3 separate regions of the Sus scrofa genome follow, and all the other regions are linked to region 1. Evidence: chromatin contacts called from public HiChIP or PLAC-seq and promoter capture Hi-C data. All regions are on one chromosome and are shown on one strand. Each heading gives the region's core, a stretch centred on a gene start, on an enhancer-like site or on the middle of the called end of the contact. The rest is flanking DNA. Distances are from core to core; before and after follow the strand shown. Region 1 holds the start of OSBPL2 (oxysterol-binding protein-related protein 2). Region 2 holds the start of MTG2 (mitochondrial ribosome-associated GTPase 2). Region 3 holds the start of ADRM1 (proteasomal ubiquitin receptor ADRM1).

Region 1 (2,980 bases), core at 220-2,719:
CCATGCTCCACCTGTGGGCCCTGCCAGGTACATGCCACATGTCGCAGAGGAAGGAACTGAGGCAGGAAGGGCCCTCGCTCTGCCCCCGGGGCAGGGAGCAGCGAGGCCGGGGGTCCCAGGACACCTCTGCTCTCTGGCTGTGCCCTTGCACCAGCTCTGGAGGATAGAGAGGTCCTGCAGCTTGCAGCCCTGCGTGCCGTGGGTACCCCAGAAATGTCCCTGGATCTGACCCCAAGGAGACCAGTCTCCAGACCTGCGCAGGCAGCCCCAGCCAAGGGACAAATGCAAATGCTGCTGGCGGCCGGTCCAGAGCGTGTCCTAGGCTGACCATCAGGATAAAAACCCCAAGGACAAGAGCACAGCGTCTTGGGAGGCGACCCTCACGCTCCAGAGCGCCAGGAACATCCTACCAACCGCCCCACCCCCGGCTTCTTCCCCCAGAAACACGGGGCAGAGTGACTTGTAGTCACCCAACAGTCTTCTTCTGGGCTTATCAAGTCTCCAGACTTAACTCTGCTGATTTTTGAAAGGTAACTATGGAGAAGGAGGAAGCTTTTAACATCAGATTGCATGTCTATTTTAGCTCACACGTGTGTCAGGTAAAGAGTGGACAGTGATGTACAGTCCTCTAAGGCGGACATAACAACAGAAGGCAGCAGAGGGGAAGGGCAGACCCAAGCACACGACCAGGTAGGCAGCCGCAAACCCACAGGTGGTCGCCAGGGAGGGGAGGCCGCACCGCCAGCGGGGACGCTGACTTTTCACCACGTGCCCTCCTGACTGGTGGATCACGGGCGCCCGCGGGAGACTCAGACACAAGGGGGTGGGGATCCTAGCGCCCCTGCCCTGCGCGCCCACCCTGACTCATCCCTGCGGGCGGAGAGGGGCTGGCGGGCGCCCGGCCCCAGCTCTCCAGCCCCACTTCCGGGTGCAGCGGCCGGCAGTCCGGTCCCGGGGCCGCAGTTGCCCGGCGACGCGGGGTCTGGGCTGCCGCCCGGGACCCAGGCCCGCCGCCCTCGCTGCCGGCCGCCCCCGCTCCCGGCCGCCCCAGCCGCAGGCGCCAACTTTCCTCCCAAGTTTCCTCGGGGCCCGGACGCGGCCGGCGGCTGGGGCGGAGGGAGGCCCGGCGGGTCGCGGCCGGGGTCCGGGCCTGGCCGGCGGGCAGGGGGCGCGGAGTTCCGGCCCCCCCGGCCCGGCCCGGCCTCCCCGCCGCCCGCGGCCCGGCCCGGGCCCGCCCGCCAGATGCCGGGCGCCGCTCCCGGACGCCGCGGGGTCGGGGTCCCGGCCGGGTCACTCACCTGGACTGCGGTTCCTCCGGCGCCGGCCGAGCCCAGCTGCCCGCCCCGCCCCCGCCCCGCAGGCCCGCGACCCACTGACACCGAGGCGGAAGTGCGGCCGGCCGCCCAGCGGACTGACAGCGACGCCGGCCACTCGCTGCGCCCGGCGTCGTCGCGTCGGCCGCCGCCCGCCCAATCAGCACCCGGCCCGAAGGCCGCTCCGGGAGGCGGGACTAGGCTAATCCCGTCTCCGGAGTGGACCCTCCCTCCGCCCCTCGAAGGTCCCGCCCAAGTGGAGGAGTGATGAGGCGGGAGAGCAATCGGGGAATGGGGAGGCGGGGTTATGCAGATATTGACCCGAAAGGGGCGGGAGGGAGGAAGGAAGGGGCGTGGCTGGGCGAGGTGAGTTTACAAACAGCAGGTCAAGTGGCCCCGGCGAGGATGCTCTGCAGGCTGAGGCCTCTGCGCCGGCCGCTCCCAACCCCTGGGGACGGGCGGAGGCGGGAGTCACCCTCCCAAAGCTGCTTCCCTCAGCTCAAGCATCTTGCAAGGCTTCCCACCTTCCACCCTCTGTGCCGTGCCTGTCACCGCTCACCAAAACCCGGCGCCAGTTTACCCTGAGGCTGCATTCCTGACTCTTCACTCCCTTGTTTAAAACCTTTGGGGGCTCTTACTGACATTCACTGGCTCCATGGTTAAGTCCAGAAGCTCTGGAGTCAGCCCCGGGCTACCATCCTTACCAGCTGTGTGGCCATGGGCCAGTAAACGAAACTTTACGAGCCTCTGAGTACCGAGATTTTCCTTTGAGGAGTCCCCACTGTGGCAGAGTGGGCTAAGAATCCAATTGCAGTGGCTCAGGTCACTGCAGAGGCGTGGGTTCAATCCCCTGCACCTGCAGTGAGTTAAAGTCTCCTGTGTTGCCGCACCTCCGCGAAGGTTGCAGCTGCGGATTGGCTTCAGTCAAGGTCCCAGGAATTTCCACATGCCATGAGCACAGCCATTTAAAAAAAAAAAAAAAAAAAAAAGGCTTTCCTTTCCAGACCATGTTTCTCCCACCCTCATCCCATTTAAGTCTTGGGTGTGGTTTGAGGTCGGTGGAATAACATGAATCAGGCTGGATGCTCAGAGTCACAGCAGTTGGTTGCGGGGGGAGTGAGTGACCCTGTCCTGGCCAGTAAGGGTCAGCCCTGGGACTTTTGCTGGGCGTCAGAGAGCTCAGGCCAGAGGGAAAGCTAAGGTCAAATGACTTTCCCATCTGCCCACAGCCAGCCACAGCACCGGGCTAGGTGGCAGAAAGATCCAATCTGGGGCTGCTGCTGGGTATCTTGTCACCAGGTGGGGAAAGGGGCACCTGGGAATGGAACCAACCCAGAGGAAAGCAAGAGCAAATAGCCTGGGTCACCTGGAACCAGCCGCACCTTCAGCCAGCTCTATCCTAGGTTTCTCAGTGAGTTCGCATTTTCTTTCCTGCTTAAGCCAACTCAAAGCCAAAGAATCACTGCAACCCTGGACCCACAAGAGTTCGGAGAGACCTCCTGCCCGTGGAGCACATGCTGAAATTCCTGCTCATCACTGCCCCTTCCGCAAAGCCGGCCCCAGCTGGGCCTCTGCGCTTTCTCCTCAGAACACGTCTGCCCATTTCCAGCCGGGGTGCAGGGGGTTGGACTGTGGCTGCCTTGAGGGCAGCGGCAGGCCTTGGCCGG
Region 2 (2,980 bases), core at 158-2,657, 45 kb after region 1:
GCGCCAATCTGTTCAGGAAAGTGCTAAGCTCAGTTCTGCTGGTCGTACTCATTACTCCCTGCCTGGAGCCATATGCTACTATGCAAGTTTAAAAATGTATTCCTTACAACAAGCCTGTGCGGGCGATGCTGCTCGCTGGTTTTTTCATTTGCTTCTCTAGACCCACTTTCCACCCTGCTCAGTGTCAAGAGCCTGCCCTGCGAGACTGCCCTCAGCTACCCTGCGCTCAGGCAGAGTCTGGTGAGGAGCAGGAGGGCCAGATGCTGAGCTCCCTGCTCCCCTCAGATTCCTAGAAGCCACGGACACAGCCCTCTCCTGGTCCAGGGGTAGAAGCAACTCCACCGACAAGGAGCTCCAGGATAAAGCACGAACTACACGCTCCCTTTTAAGCAGGGCCTTTACAAGCCCTCCTTAAATTATCCTAAAGTGAGAGTGCCGTGATTTCTGACCCTTTTTTTTTTTTAGCCACACATCTTCCATATGCCTTTTTTAGAGGATAGGGCGGTTCCCTGGGGGAGGGGCGAGCCTGAGCCGCAGCTGTGACCTATGCCTCAGCTGCAGCAAGGCCGCATCCTTAGCTGCTGCACCACAGCGGGAACTCCTGACCCTTACATTTTTTTATGCCCACTTTAAAGCAGTGGAGGCTGAGGCTCAGAAAGGCTGTCACACAGTGCCCCCTGGGCATCGCTGTATTTTACACCAAATGTCTTCAAACTGACGTATGTACACGGGACCACCATCCAAGAGAACCAAGACAAGCGTCATTTTACAAGAACCCATTTTGTGCTCCTTAACCTCTGACATGTTGACTCTGCTGGAACATACCTGCCCGAGAACTAACTTGCACTTCAAAGCATCTTCTCTTAAGAGGACCTCTCCTTTACACTCAGTGACGTGGCCCTAAGGACAGGCCTTCCCCCCCCTGCAGCCCGGGAGCAGGACACCCCGCTGTGTCCGCAGCCGCCGCGACGCAGACGGGTACCGAGCGGGTCTCAGCCCGCGAAGCCCGCCGCGGACCAGGACCCGTCGGGGGACGGCCAGCCCGGCCGGAGCTGCGCCCACAGGGGCCCGCTGCTCCGTGCAACCGCGCACCACTCGTGAGTGTAAAGCAACCTCCGGGAGGAAGTAACTCTCGGCCCTCGCCCGGGGAAGACTCGGGGCCCCCTGGACGCGCGTCCACGACGGCTGAGAGGAGGCAGGAAGCCAGCGGCCGGGGCTCTCGCTCAGCCCTGCGCCTCTCCTCCACCCCGCCTCCCTCCTTAAGATCCCCAGGTCCCGGGGTTCACCGCCCGCGAGCACCCACCTGAGGGCATGTCACTTCCGGGGCCTGGGCCGTCGCCGGACACCACTTCCGGGGGCGGTCCCCAGCGCGCATGCGCGGGAGGCGGGACCACCGCCCCGTCCGGGCCCGCGGGGGCGGGGCCTCGCGCAAGCGCGCGCGGGACCCCTTTCAGGTCCTCGTCCACGCGGAAAGTAGGCTCCCGGCTCCCCGCGTTGCCGCACGGAACAGTCTCCAGGGTGGTTTTCGAAGAACCGGTTTATTGACAGATTACACCAAAAGCATAAACGGTTTCGACGCCAAACTCCGACGGAAAAAAGAAACGAACCAAGAAGGATGGTTTTTACCGCGCTCACGAATGAGCCCGTCTGACTTACTCCGCCCAGAGGTGCAGCCACGGCCGAAAGTCAGGCCGCCCTCTGTGCGGGTCTGTGTGGACGCCCCACGGCCGCGCCGCGTGCGAACCTGGACCGGCTCCGGCCCCGCTCCCGCCCGGATGCCCGGTCCTCGGCACGCCCGCCCCGTGGACAGGTCAGCACTTCTGCACACTGGCGGGTCAGTGTCAGACTCCGGACAAGCGCAGGAAGTAGGAGCGTCGTCTGCAGGCTTGCTCCCACCGTCCCCGGCCTTCTGCCGAAGCAGTGGCAAAAACAAGCACCACCAAGCACACTGCACAGACAACTCATTGTAGCCTAAGCTTTGCAGACATTCATATTACAGAAGAGAAGATATAATACAGAGAACGAAAAGGAGCTGCTGGCATCACTTTCCCCACAATATTACATAAGAATGGACAACACATTAAATAAACATTTTGTTATTAATCATTAAATATATCAACACCAAAAATCATGTATAAATTAGGAAATAAATGTACAAACTATTTCACAAAGTGCTTTTTTAAAAATATATACACAACATTCAAGAAATTCTTAATGTAAGACATTTCAGATTGAAGTTTCGGGGTAAAATTTTAAGCGTCCTTTTCCTTCAAAAAGTATTAATACAGCACTTAAAAAAAATAAAAGGCATATTCCCAGATTGGCAAGGAATACAAATAAACTATTTTCAGTTACCTGAAATGTTTAACATTTTCAAGGGAAAATTTTAATCCCCAATTGAACTTGCAAATTAGTTCTAGGAAAATTGTCAGGAAAGAACATAACAAAATCAGGGGAAATGACTCCCCAAATGAAACTGCTAATGTCTGTGTCATTTAGCAATTAAGGACTCTCTCATTGCAGTAATTTAATCTAGATATGTATTTTTAAGCCCTTAGCAGTATTAAGGGTTTTTCTAAAACCCGTATGTCTACAAAATAACCACTTCTATCCCCATGTCTGTGTGATTCTGTCTCCACAGAAGCGGGGAGAAGGTCCTAGAGCAGGACTTGTAGGCGACACGGGCTGTCCTTGTCCTCTGAGCCTCGGTTCTTCAGCTGTAGAACGGCAACCACAGTTGCCTCCACATTCCCAGGTGGGCTGTCAGAATTCACTCCAGTAAAAACACATGAAAAACGTCTTATTAACCATAAAGCATTCAACTCTGGATAAAGAATGACTTTAAAATTTTAAAACGTAAAACTTAAAATGATTAAAACCATCACCTTCAGTAGAGCTGATATACCAAGAAGTGGAGAGTTCTTGTATTTTCTTGGTTGTCTTGGAAATAGGTCAGCATTTACCCAACACGTTTTGACGG
Region 3 (2,980 bases), core at 274-2,773, 50 kb before region 1:
TGACTCTCGACGGATTTTCAATAGAGACACTTGGGGAAGCAACATTCCAAGATGAGTCAAAAGGCAACTGTGACCTGCTCTCGAACCTAACAAGAAATGATTTGGTCTGAAGAACAAAGAACACCAAATAAAATGACCGCTCGAGAACGCTGTCGAGGATGCGGTAAGTTCAGGACTTTTATACAGTTTCTCCAATTCAAAGCACCTAATTAATCTTCAAGTTTAAAGGACACACAGGCAACGGGAGAATCTATAGACCCCCCGAGGCTAGAACGACCCACAAGCAAAAGAAAATATCTGATAAGGGCACCAGGCCAGGGGCTCCGGGCCTCCCAAGACCTGCCAAAACGGAAACGGCCGCTGTGCCCCTGGGGCACCGGTCCTTCTGTGAAAATCGCCCCGCGCTGACAACCAGGCGGGGGTCGAGATGAGATGGAGGCCACCAGACACTTACGTCTTCCACGTTCCCAGATGTCCTGTCTTTCCAGCAAAAGTGAATGAGGGAGTCATCTGTCTGTTGAATGTACACGAGGCCTTTCCGTTTATCTGGGGTGACAGTAGTTCCTTTTAATGACATCTTTCCTGCCCGAAACTCCACCAAATACTTGTTGGAGGACCCGCGGGAGCCTGGCACCAGGCTTGGAAACAGAGCGCCTGAAGTCGTCATCCTGAAACCGGACCAGCAAGCGGACCCAGTCACTGCCACGGAAACCCTAACTTCCTCCTCAAATGTTCGCTGGCGGCGGAGTGAAAGCCCCTCTCTCTGAACCGCGGGCTGCCACTGTGCTGGGAGCAGGCGGCAGGCCCAAGCCGCCCAGCACCCGCCGCCAAACTCCTCCCGGGTGGACCTGGGCCCGCAGTACCTGAGCCCAGGGAGCCAGGTTCCCTGCTGCTTCTCGTGTTTCTAAGAGAAGGAAATTTACCCCCGCACCTGAACTGCATCACCGCTGCGGACCCTCGTCACCACCACTCTCCGTACTTTTTAAATCTGCAGCTCCGAAGGGTTTAAAACCGTGAGCTGGGCAGACAACCGCTAACACACTGGATAGGAGACAAGGCTGTGGCCTAAAACCGAGTTTCTGCGCGATACGGGCAGGCTCGCTGCCTTAGAAAAAACCCGAGCACCCGGGAGAAGCGCAGCAAGCCCCGCGGCGGCGCTGCATCCTCTGCGGGGTGACCTGGCCATCCCCGCCCGCAGACCCCGCCGCCCGACGCCCTCGGCTGCGCTGCGCGGCGGGCGGGGCGGCGGCTGGGCTGGCCCGGGAGCCGGGCCCCAGAACCCCGGCCCGCGCCGGCCCCTTGCCCCTCAGGCCTCCGCCCCCCGGGCGCCCGCCCGCAGCCGCCGACGGCGCAGACCCCGCCCCCTGCCGCCCCCGTAACCGTCCCCGCCCCCGGCGCCCCCTGTACCTGGTCCGCGCCGAGAGTCGGCCGAGAGGCGCTGTCCGGGATCGCTCTTCCTCCTCGGCGCCTGCCGGGCCCCGCCGGAAGTCCCGCTCGCCCCGCCCCCCCGCCGCTCTCGCCGCCGATTGGGCCCCGTCAGGAGAGGGGCGGGCACTGGCCCGCGGGCGATTGGCCAGAGCGGCCGCCCATTACCCGGCCAGGCCCGCCCCCCCGCCTGCGGCTCCTTCCGGCGGAAGCGCGGGCCGGCGGCGCGCGGGCCAGAGCGGCCCCTATTGTTGCTGTGTCATAGGGGCGCGGCGGCGGCCCCTGGCGGCGGCGCCTGGAACGGCGAGGCGGGCGCGGGCCGGGCGGTGGGCGCTGGCCCCGGGACCGCCGGGCCGCGCCGGGCCGAGCCCCTGCGGGACGCTGGAGGCTCTCTCAGTTTCGCTGTCAGTGCGAGACACCGGGTCCCGAGACGAAGGAGAAGTCGCTAGCTCAAGGGAGAGGATGGCCTAGGACGCGGGGGCCGGGGGCCGGGCGCGAGGGTTTCACATTCCGGGGGCAAGGTGGCAAACTACAGCCCCGAACCCCGTTCCATGGCCTCCACCCATCCTCCTCGATTACAGTGACGACCCGGCTGCCCCCCATCGCCCCCGTACCCCAACAGCAGTGATGGCACAGTCCTCCCCATCCCCCCCAGCACCCCAGACAGCAGCGTTGGCACGGCTGCCCCCTCCCCCTCGTCTGCGGGTGCAGCGTTTCCAGAGGCTGGTGGGCAGTCAGGATGGAGGGAAGGCCAGACTAGATAAACGGAAGGCGCTGCCCTCCCACTACTTTTATTTCCGCTTCATTTACACCCAGTCCTGCAGAGAAATGGAAAAGCGGCCCACGTGCTAGGTGCCCCCAGCCGCACACCCCACCAGCGCCGCCTGCCTCCCGGCGCCAAAGGCAGGGCCGTCCTGAACTGTGTGCCCACTTTCCTGTGTGCTGGGTGATTTTCTCTCTATGTGTATGGAAAACTTGTTTTTAAGCTTTTCATAAAAGGTATAAAGGTGAAAAGTATTCTTTCACTCAATGTTTTTAAGATTTATCCACCTTGACACCTGTGGCTCTAACCCATTCATTTTAACTCCTGTACCCTCTTCTGGTGAGTTCCATACCCCTTGCTTTGTGATCTAAAGAGTCACTAATTTTTTTCTTTGTTTTGGAAAATATGACTGTTTTTCATTTTAAAATTTTATTTGTGATAATAAATGCCTTTGTTATTTTTAAATTAGTTAATATTTATTTTTAATTTATAATAATGGTAAATATCCATAGATTAAAAACCCATATAGACAAAAGCTCTGTGGGGTCCTGGATAATTTTTGAGACTCTCAAGGGTTCCAGAGGTGGGCGGGGGGAACAGCCAACTTGAGGCAATGCTTATGGGAGTTCCCTGGCGGCTCAATGGGTTAAGGATCCGTCATTGTCACTGCTGTGGTGCCTGTTCAGTCCCTGACCTGGGAACTTCCACATGTCACAGACGCAGCCTGAAAAAAAAATTCTAGTACAACGTGATGCAATTTTGTGGCCTCTGACGCGGTCACCACCCTGCAGA

Evidence for each region. Promoter capture Hi-C pulls out the DNA fragments that hold promoters and counts their contacts. HiChIP or PLAC-seq counts read pairs in DNA pulled down with a chosen protein or histone mark.
Region 2: a promoter capture Hi-C map of liver shows a contact between it and region 1, with 2.2 times the contacts expected there. The contact joins the promoter of MTG2 here to the promoter of OSBPL2 in region 1. A contact is called at or near these places in 2 of 5 promoter capture datasets (both in liver), 1 of 47 Hi-C or Micro-C datasets (liver) and 1 of 2 datasets of contacts at active chromatin or transcription factors (alveolar macrophages).
Region 3: a contact with region 1 is called in an H3K27ac HiChIP or PLAC-seq map of alveolar macrophages. The contact joins the promoter of ADRM1 here to the promoter of OSBPL2 in region 1. A contact is called at or near these places in 4 of 47 Hi-C or Micro-C datasets (blood, epiblast stem cells and liver) and 2 of 2 datasets of contacts at active chromatin or transcription factors (alveolar macrophages and skeletal muscle).

Annotation. Positions count from the first base shown.
Region 1 is chr17:61,641,752-61,644,731 of Sscrofa11.1, reverse strand. OSBPL2 (oxysterol-binding protein-related protein 2) reads right to left here and starts at 1,469. Exons shown (of 14, transcript XM_021078215.1): 1 at 1,299-1,469. LOC110257395 (collagen alpha-1(I) chain-like) reads right to left here. Exons shown (of 9, transcript XM_021077699.1): 9 at 810-1,495. The coding sequence ends at 810.
Region 2 is chr17:61,596,643-61,599,622 of Sscrofa11.1, reverse strand. MTG2 (mitochondrial ribosome-associated GTPase 2) reads right to left here and starts at 1,407. Exons shown (of 7, transcript XM_021078209.1): 1 at 1,304-1,407. The coding sequence starts at 1,375. SS18L1 (calcium-responsive transactivator) reads right to left here. Exons shown (of 11, transcript XM_021078212.1): 11 at 1,519-2,980.
Region 3 is chr17:61,691,466-61,694,445 of Sscrofa11.1, reverse strand. ADRM1 (proteasomal ubiquitin receptor ADRM1) reads right to left here and starts at 1,523. Exons shown (of 10, transcript XM_021078220.1): 1 at 1,408-1,523; 2 at 455-668. The coding sequence starts at 667.